Regions from separate parts of the Rattus norvegicus genome. Here region 1 is linked to region 2. A link is a contact called in public Hi-C data. All regions are on one chromosome and are shown on one strand. The core of a region is the stretch at or near the end of the contact, and the rest is flanking DNA. Distances in the headings are between cores, read along the strand shown. Region 1 overlaps Sipa1l3 (signal-induced proliferation-associated 1 like 3). Region 2 holds the start of Psmd8 (proteasome 26S subunit, non-ATPase 8).

Region 1 (7,612 bases), core at 2,358-4,857, 190 kb before region 2:
ATGTGGACTCCAGCGCTAGGCATGAGAGACAGACAAATCAGTGGGTTCCTCTAGCCACTGTCCTAACTAAAAAGCAACCAACTCTAGGCTCAGAGAAAGACCAGCCTCAAGGGAGTAATCAGAGATCCAGAGAGGACACTTGATGTCTTCTGTGTACATGTACGTACACACGTCTGGGCATACACACACACGCACGCATGCACCCTACCAGTAAGGAGTTGAAGGTGTCCAGTGGTGAGAGCATTTGCCCAGAACCCACCAATGAGAGTCTGGGTGTGGCTCAGTGGTAGAACATTTGCTTAGAATTCACATAATTCTATATTCCATCCCTAGTGCCACAAAATCAATCAATCAATCAGTTAGTTAGTACCCCAACCAAAAGGCCAGGACTGCTCAGCTCACAGCTCGCACAGCTGACCACAGTGGGCTGAGAGGAGAGGGAGGAAACAGGAATATTTGGAGAATACAGTTCATGGCTACACAGAGTGGTATGTATATATTTCCTGCCCAGACTGGGATCCTGGTGACACCTCGAAGGCAAGTGGGACTTGCCAGTCCCTCTCAGAGGGGACTGATTGGACAGGGGTCTTCAGAGCCCGCCTCTGAGCCAAACAGCTGAGACTCATCCCTCCCACTTCCCACAGGTGATGACCAATGGCTGGGAGACGGTGGATATGACCCTGCGGCGGAATGGGCTGGGGCAGCTGGGCTTCCACGTGAAGTACGATGGGACAGTGGCTGAAGTGGAGGACTATGGGTTTGCCTGGCAGGCTGGCCTCCGGCAAGGCAGCCGACTGGTAGAGATCTGCAAGGTGGCCGTGGTGACACTAAGCCACGACCAGATGATCGACCTGCTGCGCACCTCCGTCACCGTGAAGGTGGTCATCATCCCACCCTTTGAAGACGGCACTCCCCGACGGTAAGAGCATCACCCTGGGGGGCAGGTAGGGGACAAGATTGGCAGCTTCCAGATGACTGCAAGGGGTTCCCCTGTCATGTCACCCAAGACCCCAGTGAAGGAACCTTATAAGTCAGTGATTCTCAACCTTCCCAATGCTGCAGCCCTTTAACACAGCTCTTTGTGTTGTGGTCACACACACACACACACACACACACACACACACACCCCATAAAATTATTTCTGTTGCTACTTCCTAACTGTAAGTTTGCTGCTGTTATAAATCACGATGTAATATCTGTGTTTTCTGATGGTCTTAAGCAACTCCTGAGAAAGGGTTCCGGGTTGAGAACCGCTTTGATAAGCCCTGTTTCAGAGGGCTAATGACAGTGGGAGTGGCGTAAATGAGGGTCTTGTGGGGACTGGTTCTCAATGTTAGTCCCCGGTGTATACCTCCCCAGCACCCATTACATTACATACATTAGTAGTCACCTTTTCCAGATGGCATACAAAGTGTGAAAACAGCAGGACACGGGGACATTTATTGGGCTCCGTGCTATATGCAAGCTCCGTTTGCAGTGCTAGGCCTGGCACAGTGGACAGGGCAGAGTAAGCCGTTTTGTGTTCTACAGGGAGAGATAGATCCGGAAGTAGACACACAAGGTCTGGGGGCTGGGGGCGGGGGGGTGCGCCTGAATTCGAGGCCAGCCTCAACTCTGAAGAAAGATCCAGTCTCAAGAAGGGGTGGGCATGGGGCAGGCAGTGGCTTTGATTTGAATTTGAGGCCAGCTCCACAGAAGGGAATCCACCTTGGCTTGGAAGGCCAGAGGCCCCACTGGAGAACGCTACTGCTATTGTTTGCTGTAGGGGCCTGATGGACCTGTCAAAATGTCTTCTGAATAACCTTGCTTGTGCCTGTGGGTGGTGGCGCTGTCGGCTTTGGTTGCAGAAGCCTCTCTTTACAGTGACAGTGGTGGCTGCAGACACTGGTCACAGTACAGAGGGCGCATGGCTGTTGAACGCTCAGGCATCCTCTCCAAGGCTCTGGGAGCATGGACGAGGGGGCAGACAACGTGTGAGAGCTGGAGGGAGGGTGGCGAGGGAGCGGCGTGGAATGCTGACTTCTGGGTATGACACGGATGTCGCTTGCTTTGTTCAGTCGGTTGTTTCGGCTTTTGTTTTGTTTCCTTAAGATAAGGTCTCACTATGTAACCCTGCTGTCCTGGAGTGCTATATAGACCAGACTGGCCTCGAGCTCAGAGTCACCTGCCCCCGCGCCTAGTGCTGTTTAAAGACATGTGCCTCCGGGGCTGGGGATTTAGCTCAGTGGTAGAGCGCTTACCTAGGAAGCGCAAGGCCCTGGGTTCAGTCCCCAGCTCCGAAAAAAAGAAAAAAAAAAAAAAAAAAAAAAGACATGTGCCTCCAGCCCAGCTCAGTGTCTTTAGCTGTGAAAGGTCATACACTGGAGCTGAGGCTATGGTAGGGTGCTCATATAACACGTACGTGGCCCTGGGTTCGGTTCCCCCGGCGCTGCATGACCCAGATGTAGTGGCATGCACCTGCAATCCCAGCACTGGGGAAGTGGAGGCCAGAGGACCCAGAATTCAAGGTCTTGAGCTTGGTTGCTGTCATTCTCAGTCAGTCTCCCACCACAACAACACAGCTCTGGACTGGGTCTCCCCAGCATAGCAACGATGGCAAAAATAGATCTTTATACTGCCCTGTTGTAAAATATAATACGGCTGTGCGGCGGCAGCGTGCAGTGTCAGGGGATGCCTGGGGGTCCGTCCCCCTGAGAAATCAAGCCATGTGACATTTATTTGGGGGAAGGGGAGGGGAAGGGAGCCTGAAGAAGTAGTAGAGGCAGACAGACAGCAGCAGAGCCATGAGGGCAAAAAAGGGACACAAAGACTGACAGAAAGGACACACAGAGAGGCCAGCAGGGAGCACATGGGAACAGAAAGAGAGAAAGGGTGCAGGGGAGCAAACGGTCCTTTTTATACACTGCTGCGCCTAGATCACACCTGGCTGCAGCAAGCGATGACATAAGGCGCCACTAGGTCCCCGGGAGGAGCACAGCAGAATGGCCTATAAGCCATCACCCTACCCCAGTAATTCCAGAAGTGTCTCCCAGGTTGCTCTCACTGCTCTGACAGGAACTGCTAAAGCCCGTGACAGTCCTACACTAGTCACTTTGTCTGGGATGAGAGGCGTTCCCGATTGGTTGGATACGGATCACATGCTCATGCCCAGCATCCAGGGGTGAGCTCTGCCTGGCTCAGAGCTCAGAGCAATCTCAGGCTATGTGGCCTTCCTGCACCTCTGCCAGCCTGGCCTATCTGGTGGCTCTGTCAGAGGGGTGCATCCCCATTGTTCCCTACCTGGTGCTTGGGGGCTTCTGATCCCCAAAACAGCCATAAGGAACGCTGAACATCAGCTCTACCACACGACTGCAGAAAGGTACCCTGAGTAGGGCCTGGGACAGGAACACGCCCTCAGGCCCTCAGGTGACATGGCTTTGTTGCAGCCAGGCCCGAGTGCGTCTCAGGCCATAGGAACGTCGGAATGAGATCCTCTGGACCTGCCTCTCAGAGCTTGGCCCTTGTGATCTAAGAGGAGGATTTTTCCCTGAGCTTAGCCTTCTGTAAGCTCGGGCTCCCTCCCGTGCTGCGTGGCACACTGTGGCAGCGATGGCAAAGCTGCCTGCCCAGCTTGGGTCCCCACACCCCAAGCTGCATCTCTGCACTGTGGTGCGTGTGCCAGCCAGACACGGGCCTGCGTCTATTTCCAGGGTTCTGGGTTTCGTGTGCTTTTCTCCTTTTTTAAGCCACCTTGCAAAGTAGGTCACCTGCCTCCCTTCCATCAGCATCTGAGATTCTAGGGAACAAGGCAGGGACTGTCCTTTGATTTTTGAGGGCATTGGCTTTTCCGGCCCAAAGGACTGCTTGGGGTGTTGGGAGGGGCTGGTTCGTTGAAAACACTGGCCAACTAGAGGCCTGAGCCAGAGAAAAGGGAAGGGACGAAGAGAAGCCAAGACCTGGAGGAAAAAAGAGATTCAGGTCTAGGGGTTATAGCCCTGCGTAAGCTTCAGGCCTAATTTGAAAGTTGCCTCTCAGGCTTTAAGATGAATCACCACCGTTTGGAGTTGGCCCACTGTAAGCAGGACAGCTGATCCCTCTCCAGCAGAAGGCCCGTGTGCTAGCGGGCCCAGAGCTTACAAGTAATAAACTTGTCTTTCCAGGGGGTGGCCAGAGACCTATGACATGAGTACGTCGGAACCCAAGATGGAGTCGGAAGCCGCCACCCCTGGGGGCCGACCCCCCTACCGCAGCAACGCTCCCTGGCAGTGGAGCGGGCCTGCCTCCCACAACTCCCTGCCAGCCACCAAGTGGACCACCCCTGCCACTCCCGGCCATGCCCAGTCCCTGAGCCGACTCCCGAAGCACACACCCGGGGTGCCCTTCCGGGAGTCCCAGCCACTGCACAGCAAGAGGTAAGGACCCCCAGGACACCTGCTGTCCACTGTCCCACCTGCCCACGAGCCACCCCTCCCCCCCTCTGCTTTTCCCACCCTCCCTCTTCCTCTTCCCCTCTGTCACTTTTCTTTCTTTCTTTCTTTTTTTTTTTTGTTGTTGTTCTTTTTTTAAAAGATTTATTTCATGTATGTTAGTACACTGTCGCTGTCTTCAGACACACCAGAAGAGGGCATCAGATCCCATTACAGATGGTTGTGAGCCACCATGTGGTTGCTGGGATTTGAACTCAACCTCTGTAAGAGCAGTCAGTGCTCTTAACCACTGAACCACGTCTCTAGCCCTCTTTTTTTTTTTTTTGGACTTTTTGAGACAAAGCTTGTCTGTGTAGTCCTTGCTGTCCTAGATAGAACTCACTCTGTAGACCAGGCTGCCCTGACTCTGCTTTCAGAGTGCTGGGATTAAAGGTATTCACCTTGCCTGGCCATTTTCCTGTCTTATCCCTCCGTCTCTGTCTGCCCTCCCCATCAGTTCTTCCTTCTCTCCCCACTCCTGCGCTGGCCCAAGGGCCCAGGACAGGGACAGAAAACTCTCTCTATAGGAGGTTGGAAAAAGGTTTTTTTCCAAGGCCAATAATAAAACCTGCAGGACTGGCTTCTTGGGAAGCAGTCCAAGGGAGACCCACAAAAGTGGATCTCATAGCCGCTATCAAGTCCCTGAGCTGGTAGTCGCCTCAGGGACTTTGATACTGGTATTTAGTTTATACTATTTTGTGTTTATGGATAACTGGGGGTTGAACCTCGGTCCTTAGGCATGCTGGGCAGACGCTCTACCACTGAACACATCCTCAGCTCACTCCCCTTTCTGTAGAACAGGATCTCATTATGCTATTCAGACTGTTCTTAAACTGAAAAGCCTCCTGCTCCAGACCGCTCAGTAACTTGGATTACAGGTCTGGACCACCAGGCAGACCCAGCTGAAATACTCACTTGGATGCATTATATATTAAGAGATAAAGCATGCTGTGCGTATGGCCCTCGGTCTTGCCCCGTTCTATAAATAAATACATAAATATATAAATAAGTATAAAAATAGTCAGACAAGGCAATGCACACCTCTAATCCCAGCACTTGGGAGGCAGAGGCAGCTGGATCTCTGTAGTAACAATTTTGGGATTTTGGTCTCTTAAAAACACACACACACACAACTATTGTATGTTTTTGTTTTATTCCCAAATGTGGGATATGGGGCTGCTTCAGATCGTCCACAGCAGCTGACTGTGATTTGCCTCGTGCCCTAGCAGAGGCATGATTTTGCCAGCAGCAGAGAGTTTCTGCAAGTGTGCTGTTTGGAATTCTGGAGACTTTTCAGGGGTATATAACCCCCTGAGTGGTTATTGGTTGTTGGTTGCAGTTTGTTGAGTAGTTGTGTGCAAAGAAGAAATAACAAAAAGAAGAAATTTGGTATCTTGATGGTGAAGATCAAACTTGGCTATAATCAGCAGGAAGTAGTCTAAGGACTGCCCTCTTCGTGACCCTTGACTTTATCAAGGGACCTCTTTCCTTTCTTCTTTATCCTTTTTTTTTTTCTTTCTTACCTAGTGTTAGGAGGTTAAAAGGGATGGAGAAGGATGGAAGAAAAAGGAGCCCACGAAGTAACAAAAGCCAAGCTGCAGACCTCAGTGAGCTCAGTGCCAGCCTTGCCTAGGTCCTGGGTTCCCAGCCAGCTAGAGCTGGGAGTGAGACTAAGTCTCAAACGTAAATAAGTAAGGGAGCTGGAGAGATAACTCCATGCTTAAAAGCACTTGTTCTTGCCAAGAATCCGGTCTCAGCTCCCAGCACCCACATGGTAGCTCACAACCATTACACTCCCGTTCCAAGGGAGCGGATGCCCTCCGCAGGCATCAGGCACCCATGCGGTATCCATATATACATGCAGGCAAAGTAGTCATATACAAATAAAAGTAAATATATCTTAAAAAATTAAATACACACACACACACACACACACACACACACACACACACACATATTTAAGTTTCCCTAAAATGAAGGGGCAGAGGAACAGCTTTGTTCCCAGGAAAGGGCAGAGAATTGGCTCCAGGGGCAGTCCTAGCTGCAGAGCTGAGTGTGGAGCACAGAGGGAGGAGGGGGCTCCCCTCTTCCCTCTCCCTTGCATGCAGATCCAAGGAGTGGATAGCCGCCAGAACTTGGCTGGACTTGAGGGGCAGGTCTGTTGTAATTGTATGCAGCCGCCTCCTCCTCCTCCTCCTCCCCCTCCTCCTCCTCCTCCTCCTCCTCTTCTTCCTCTTCTTCCTCTTCATCCTCCTCCTTCCTCCCCTTCCTCTTCCCCCCCTCCTCATCTTCTTCCTCCTCCTCTTCCTCTTCATCCTCCCCTCCTCTTCCTCCTCCCCCCTCCTCTTCCTCCTTCCCCCTCCTCTTCTTCCTCCTCCTCTTCTTCCTCCTCCTCCCACTCTCCTCTTTCTCCTTCCCCACCTCCTCCTCTTCTTCCTCCTCCTCTTCTTCCTCCTCTTCTTTCTCCTCTTCCTCCTCCTCCTCCCCCCTCCTCTTCCTTCTCCCTCCTCCTCCTCCCCCTCCTCTTTCTCCTCCCCCTCTTCTTTCTCCTCCTCCCCCCTCCTCTTCCTTCTCCCTCCTCCTCCTCCCCCTCCTCCTCTTCCTCCTCTTCTTCCTCTCCCTCCTCCTCCCCCTCCTCTTTCTCCTCCCCCTCCTCTTTCTCCTCCTCCCCCCTCCTCTTCCTTCTCCCTCCTCCTCCTCCCCCTCCTCCTCTTCCTCCTCTTCTTCCTCTCCCTCCTCCTCCCCCTCCTCTTTCTCCTCCCCTTCCTCCTCCTCTTCCTCCTCCTCCTCTTCTTCCTCCTCCTCTTCCTCTTTCTCCTTCCCCTCCTCCTCCTCTCCTTCCTCTCCCTCCTCCTCCCCTCCTCAGGAATGCCTCCTTACCCGGCCTCTGTCCCCACTCCTGTGTCTTTCCAGGCCTGTCAGCTTCCCAGAGACACCTTTTGCAGCATCACCAGCAGGGGCCGACAGAGTCCCTCCCTACCGACAGCCTTCTGGGAGCTTCTCCACCCCAGGCTCTGCCACCTACGCCAGATACAAGCCGTCTCCTGAAAGGTCAGAGTCTCCCCTTGCTTTCGAAATGATGTCATCTGGTGATTGCTGCTGCAGGTTTTTATTCCTAGGAAAGGCACCTCACTATCTCATCCGCCATGTCACGGGTTTATGGACCC
Region 2 (7,355 bases), core at 1,541-4,040:
AACAAATGGTTTTTCCCAGAAGCTTTGCTTTCAATGGTATTTTTATTTTCGCCATTAAAAATTAAAACAAAACAAAACAAAAAACCAACAAAAACGACAACAACAAATCAAGAGTCCCTGGATAGCCAGGGCTACCCAGAAAACCCTTGTCTTAAAAAACTAAACAGGGCTGGAGAGATGGCTCAGTGGTTAAGAGCACTGACTGCTCTTCCAGAGGTCCTGAGTTCAAATCCCAGCAACCACATGGTGGCTCACAGCCATCTGTAATGGGATCCAATGCCCTCTTCTGTGTATATTTACACTGAAGACAGTTCCAGTGTATTTATATAAATAAATAAATAAATAAATAAATAAATAAATCTTTAAAACATTTTTATTTTTAAAAGGATGAAAGACGTTTAGGATGGTAAGAGCTACACAAAGAAACCCTGTCTCAAAAAATCAAAACCAAACCAAAATACAACAACAATAATGCTATAATAATAAAAACCATGAAACCTCTGCCGCTTTTTTTTTCTTTTTCTTTTTTTCGGAGCTGGGGACCGAACCCAGGGCCTTGCGATTGCTAGGCAAGTGCTCTACCACTGAGCTAAATCCCCAACCCCCCTCTGCTGCTTTTTGACATTTAAACCATAGGCATGTATGGTTTTTGTAAATAGTTCACACATTTATGTTTAGATTGTTTCTGTATAAATTTGAAGAAACGTATGGAAGGCCTTTAGAGATGCCAGGGAAGTCTCAAGGGTATTACTATCTAAAGGGGACCTGAACAAGGAGGGCATCAGTAGACATGATAACAAGAAAGGGAAAAATCTCAGACCAGATGACACTCAAGGAGAAGGAAGACCAAAGTGTGGATGATTCAGTCCTTAGAGGGGGGAACAAAATACACACAGGAGGAAAGATAGGGACAATGAGTGGAGCAAAGACTGAAGGAAAGGTCATCCAGAGACTGCCCCACCTGGGAATCAATCCCATCTGCAGCCACCAAACCCAGTCACTATTGCTGATGCCAAGAAGTGCTTGCTGACAGGAGCCTGATATGGACGTCTCTTTCCAGGCTCTGCCAGAGCCTTACTGATACAGATAAGGATGCTTGCAGCTAACCATTGGACTGAGCACGGGGACCCCAATGAATGAGTTAGAGAAAGGACTGAAGGAGCTCAAGGGGTTTGCAACACTATAGGAAGAATAACAATATCAAGGAACCCCCCCCCCAAGCTCCCAGGGATTGAATCACCAACCAAAGAGTACACATGGAGGGACCCAAAGCTCCAGCTGAATATGTAGCAGAATGTAGCACTGTCTGGCATCAATGGGAAGATAAACCCTTGATTCTCTGAAGGCTTGTTTCCCCACATAGGGGAATGCCAGGGTGTTGAGGTGGGAGTGGGGTGGGTGGGAGTGGGGGCATCTTCAGGGATAGGGTGGGAGGAGAGATTCGAGGGGGGAGGGGTTAACATTTGAAATGTAAATACATAAATATCCAATAAAAATAAAAGTAAAAAAAAACCCTATTATTTTTAAAAAAAGAAAGAAAAAAAATGGCCAAGCAAAGCAAGCATGCCCTCACTGTCTGTGGAGTCCTACTTATACTCTCCAAACGTCATGAGTCCTCTTACGGCTCTTGCTTCAGCAAAACATCACAAGTTTGCATCACATGACACAACCAGAAATTTCCACTCCAACCCTGTATTGAAAAATCAAAAGAAACAAACAAAAAAAACCCATCTTGGTATACACAAATGTGTGGGCTGCATGTATGGATATGTACCACATGTGTGCCTGATGTTTTTGGAGTTCAGAAAAGAATATCAGATTTCCTGAAACTGGAGTTAGAGTTACCACCATGAGGATACCGAGAATCCAACTTGTGTCTTTTGCCAAAACAGCAAGTGATCTTGACTTCTGAGCCATCTCTTCAACCTGTACTAGTTATATGTATAATTCCTCCATTTCCTGGCCTCACTTCTGCCAGGAGACCATATATATGTAATATAATTTTAAAATATATTTACTCTCATATATAAATATGATATATATATATCATATATATTTCAAGACAGGATTTCTCTGTGTAGGATTGGCTGTCCTGGAATTCACTTTGTAGACCAGTTTGGCCTTGAACTCACAGAGATCTGCCTGCCACTGCCTCCCAAGTGCTTGGATTAAAGGTGTGAACCACAAGGCTCGGTCTGTAATTATATTTTAATTCAAAAGGAAGAAAAAAGGGGACCTGAGAGATGGTTCAGTGGTTAAGGGCACTGACTACTTACACTTCCAGAAGTTCTGACTAAAATTTCCAGCAGCCACATACATGGTGCCTCACAAAGGGATCGGATGCTCTCTTCTAGTGTGTCTGAAGACAGTCACAGTGTACTCATATACATAAAATAAATAAATCTTGTTTTTGGTTCTTTTTTTTTTTTCGGAGCTGGGGACCGAACCCAGGGCCTTGCGCTTCCTAGGTAAGCGCTCTACCACTGAGCTAAATCCCCAGCCCCATAAATCTTGTTTTTAAAGGTCTGAAAAAGGTAAGAAAACTGTGGAAGAATAATAAACACGAGCGCCCTAATTTTAAACCCCACCTGCTAGTCCTCTCACAGTCCTAATAGTGATACCTGACAAGTTTTCCAAATGGTTCCACATCGCCACCTCTTGGCCTCGTGGCGGTACCCTTAAGATGGAAATTCTACAGATCGAAGCAAGGGCGGCCATGGTGACTACTGGAATGGGAGGAGCATTGTGGGAATTGTTTTCAGTTGGAGCAAACCGACTTCCGTTCACCATTTTGAATGACAACAGAGGCGGAGCTGTGGCATGTTCATTAAGGGCCGGACTGCGAAGGCGCCCAGAGGAGAGCCGCGGCGCTCCTCCCGCCGTGGGCAGAAGCTAGCAGTCGTAGCTCCGCCTCCGGCTTTGGGCTCCACCTCCCGGCCTCACTTCCGCCGGGAGAGCATTGCTCGGCGTCGTTGCCGTAAATCAGGTCGGCTGTTTGCTGCATCACGAAAGATGGCGGCCGCGGCGGCTACGGTGAACGGGACAACCGGCGTTTCAAGCTCCGGGCCCGCGGCCACCTCGGGCGGGATCCTACAGGCAGCGGCCGGCATGTACGAGCAACTCAAAGACGAGTGGAACCGGAAGAGCCCGAATCTTAGTAAATGTGGAGAAGAGCTGGGCCGCCTGAAGGTAAGGGGTCGCCGGGTCCTAGATGCCTAGTGCTTGAGGGAAGGTGACGGACGGGGGAGCTCAAGGCTAGTATAGTAGAGCGGGCCAAGGAATGAGAAGAGCGAAGTTCGGTGGGCCTGGAGGACTAAGAAGGGAGAGACGGCTGGAGCCAGCCAAACGCGACCCCTAAGGTAGCGGGGAGGGAGTGATGGAAAGATTGGTTCTGGCAGAATCGAATGAGATGCTTTGGTGCTTGGAGGGAGGCAGAAGTGGGATCAGACACTGACGAACGAGGAGATGGTGAGAAGAATAAGGCTGAGATGACGGGGCGTTAAGGGAATGTGTGGTAAATAAAGCCCAGGGACGCTGTGAGAGAGCAGAGGTTAGGAAACACCTGTTTGAAGAGGGGCGACAGGAACAGTTTGAGGCCATAATGGACCTAGAAGAGCATGATTTTTGGTTATAAACACATTTAGGTGTATACAAGGCCGGCGTGGTCTTCAATAGCGACTTTGAGGAGGTTTGGGGCTACGTAGACCTCGTCCCAAAAATTATATATGTAAATATATATGTATAGGTATATATATATATTATTAATAAGTAAGCAAGAAAATATGTATTAGGTCCCTAAGTTTACAAAGGAATGGTGTCTGGGCTGGACTGGGGGAAGGGGAAAATTAGCCCCACACTCCTTGACATAGCCTTGTTAACCCTTCTTAGGCAGACTGAGGAGGGGAAAGTCTCCCCAGGATCATAGCTAAAGATTATGTCCTATACTTGTAATCCCAGCACTTAAGAGGCTGACACTAGGGTCTCCAGTTCTAGATCAGACTGGCCTGCCTAGGGAGCTACTGTCTCAAACAAAACAAAAAAACCTAAAACAAGCCAAAAATAGCAACAGAAAGAATTGAGGTCATGGGTGTCTCCCCACCCCATGGTTCCACTGAGTGCCTCCTGTTTCCCAGTGGAGTAGTACTAATGTTTGTGAGATGAGGTAATCCTGTTGGTACTCTGTGTGCTCAGGCCCTGTGCTAAATGCTTTACAAGTCCTGACTCCTTTAATACTCATAGCAGTTGTGTGGGTTAGGATGCATGTGAGCTCCATTTTGCCAAGTAGGGACATGAAAGTTCAGAGAAAGTAAGTAATCTGTATTTGAAGTCTCTTCATTCCTTCCCTCTCAGTTGGTTCTGCTGGAGCTCAATTTCCTGCCAACCACGGGGACCAAACTGACTAAACAGCAGCTCATTCTGGCCCGTGAGTGTCACTGGGGTTGGTGGAGGGTGACGGGCTTGGGGTCATTGTAGGGATGTCTGTAGTGCTGATCCCAAGGGGATTCTAGTCACCACCTGAGAGTCCCTCTACTCTTACTCACAGGTGACATTCTGGAAATCGGGGCCCAGTGGAGCATCCTATGCAAGGACATTCCCTCCTTCGAGCGCTACATGGCCCAGCTCAAATGCTACTACTTTGATTACAAGTGAGGTTGGGCTCTCTAGGGAGGGGACTGAGGTAGGGGTGGGTAGTTCCTTGGTAGTTCATTTATCTCTGTCTTCTTCACCTGAGAACCATCGCTCTTCTTAGCTCTGTCCCCAGAAGCCAGAGAGCCAGAAGAGTAACTTAGAGCTCTTGAAACTGGGTTTGTTTATGTAGTCTATTTCTGTAAGTTTCTTTTTTTTTTTTTTTTTTCTTTTTTTCGGAGCTGGGGACCGAACCCAGGGCCTTGCGCTTGCTAGGCAAGTGCTTTACCACTGAGCTAAATCCCCAACCCCCTTCTGTAAGTTTCTAAACAGTTTTGTTTTCTTTATGTATTTCCATGTATATGTGTGCTCTGTCTGCTTGTATGTCTGAACACCACAGAAATGCATAGGGTCCCATTATAGATGGTTATGGGCCGCTATGTGGGTACTGGGAATTGAACTCAAAGACTTCTGAAAGTGCAGAGCTCTTCAAGCATCTAGTGCTTTTAACTGCTGAGCCATCTCTTCAGCCCCTCCAATGTTTTCCCTTATCTAGTCCTACACTATGGCCCCTCTTCCCAGTGTGGCTACGCATTACCCTTCATTCTTGACTCCTCAGACTGACATATCTATAGCAGCCAGTAGGATGCTACTTTGCTTTACTTTGCTGGTGTTTTATTTTGTTTGAGACAGGGTTCAAGGTGGTCTACCTGCCTGCGGCTGGAGATTATATGTAGTGCTGCCCCCTGCTGGTTTGTTTGTCGTTTTTTTTTTTTTTTCTTTGTGTTTTTGTTTTGTTTTGTTTTGTTTTGTGTAGCCTCGGCTGGCCTGGAACTCTGCCTCCTGAGTGCTGGGATTAACAGCATGGGCCACCATACACAGCTGTTGTTTTCTGAGGCTGTGTCTTGTATGCCCCAAGCTGACTGAGAACTCAGTTGTGTAGCTGATCTTGAACTTTCGATACTCCTACCTGTACCTCCCAGTGGCTGGGATTACAGGTGTGCACCCCCATGTCTTGTTTACAAAGTGCCAGGGATTGACCCAAAAGTCTCCTTCATTCGAGGGAAGCATTCTGCTCACTGAGCATTCGCCTCTGGATACTGTTCTTATGGCTTTACTTAGGTTAGACTGGTTTTTTTTTTTTTTTTCTTTTTTCTTTTTTCTTTTTTCTTTTTTTCGGAGCTGGGGACCGAACCCAGGGCCTTGTGCTCGCTAGACAAGCGCTCTTCCGCTGAGCTAAATCCCCAGCCCCTAGGTTAGACTGTTTAATTCACTTACGTTTACTGAACATGCCTTTATGATGTGGATACCGTGTGACAACTGTTAAACAGATGGGAAGTAGACGGATCACTGTGATCCATATATGTTCTGTTCATATGGCTGTGGCTTTTCTTGCCTCTCTGTACCTAACCTGTCTGAGCTTCTGCAAGTAGTTGTAAGATTACTGGAAGATAGACGAGGGACTTGGTTAGCTCCCAGGACCTATTAATTTTGGTTCCCTCCCACACTCTGGTTTACAGGGAGCAGCTTCCTGAGTCAGCCTACATGCACCAGCTCCTGGGCCTCAACCTCCTCTTCCTGCTCTCTCAGAACCGAGTGGCTGAGTTCCACACAGAATTAGAACGATTGCCTGCCAAGGACATCCAAACCAATGTCTACATCAAACACCCTGTATCCCTCGAGCAAGTGAGGCTGGGCAGGGGAAGGGAGATCCTGGGTGAGGTGGGTGGTACCACTTCAGACTTTGGTTTCCTGGAAGAATAATCAGCCATTACCAATCACCAGCTCTGTTAACCAGCAAAACAAATATGTGCCAGGCACCAGGATAGTTTAATGTTAAGGTGGATCAAACAGATAAACCCTAATATAGGGTCTATAAAGTAAGGAGGTAGAGAGGTCCCAAAAGAATGAGCCACCTGTGTGGTATGTGAGACATTAAGTGTTCTGGGGACTTTGGCCTGGGAGAGGTCAGAGAGGGTCTGAAAGGGCTAAGAGGTCATCCGGCAGAGGTGGTTTGTGTCCTATGGCTCAAACCTGCTGCCATACTTAAAGGGCAGCAAAGAAGACAGTGGAAGAAAGTGGGTAGAGCCAGGGTGAGGCCGGGGAGCTGAGGTTAGGAAGTTGTGTCAGATTCTGAGACATCCAGAGGACTAAGCTGTAAGGAGGGTGGCAGAGTGGCAGGTAGGTGTAGTGGGAGATGGGGTTGATACATACACCTCTTTCTCCCTTATGTTTGGAGAGAAGGTGGTTAGATGCCAGTCTAGATGAGGCTGCCAGGGAGTGTGTGTGAGCCAGGTAGGGCTTCTTGGAAGAGGAAGAGCCCAGTCTACTGGAGATGGGTGGGCTAAGTGGCAGAGGGTGTTCTGGTAGATCGGGGATTGCACCAAGGGAACAAGGAAAGCCTGTCACCTCCATCTTCCTCCTCTTCTTCCTTGGCCTTGGCAGTACCTCATGGAGGGTAGCTACAACAAGGTGTTCCTGGCTAAGGGAAACATTCCCGCTGAGAGCTATACCTTCTTCATTGACATCCTGCTGGATACTATCAGGTATGTGGGGTCCAGGCCCCCAGACTTCCCATCCTTGTTTGTCCCCTACATGCCAAACTGCCTGATTCCTATGGTTTGATGCACACCCTGGTGTTTCTCATAGTGTATCCCCTCCACCTCCTGTGGTGCATGGTGGGGTTACAAACTTGCACCACCACCCTGCTTTGTGTGGTGCTGGGAATA

Evidence for each region. A called contact is a pair of places that touch in the nucleus more often than the background predicts.
Region 1: a Hi-C map of the A7r5 cell line shows a contact between it and region 2, with 4 times the contacts expected there. The contact joins the enhancer-like site here to the promoter of Psmd8 in region 2. A contact is called at or near these places in 3 of 12 Hi-C or Micro-C datasets (the A7r5 cell line, Schwann cells and frontal cortex).

What each region holds. Positions count from the first base shown.
Region 1 is chr1:93,793,221-93,800,832 of GRCr8, reverse strand. It overlaps Sipa1l3 (signal-induced proliferation-associated 1 like 3), which reads left to right. Exons shown (of 20, transcript NM_001371098.1): 8 at 645-919; 9 at 4,140-4,391; 10 at 7,359-7,496. All of the region lies in intron 1 of LOC103689966 (MARCKS-related protein-like), which reads right to left. Among named protein-coding and RNA genes, the nearest start is that of Sipa1l3, 34 kb to the left of the region's middle. Within about 2 kb of position 3,607, at least 56 of the 93 cell types and tissues checked have an H3K27ac peak or open chromatin away from gene starts, as enhancers often do.
Region 2 is chr1:93,604,124-93,611,478 of GRCr8, reverse strand. It overlaps Psmd8 (proteasome 26S subunit, non-ATPase 8), which reads left to right and starts at 2,790. Exons shown (of 7, transcript NM_001100831.1): 1 at 2,790-3,189; 2 at 4,351-4,423; 3 at 4,544-4,646; 4 at 6,147-6,312; 5 at 7,072-7,172. The coding sequence starts at 2,821. All of the region lies in intron 1 of LOC103689966 (MARCKS-related protein-like), which reads right to left. It also overlaps the pseudogene LOC134483090.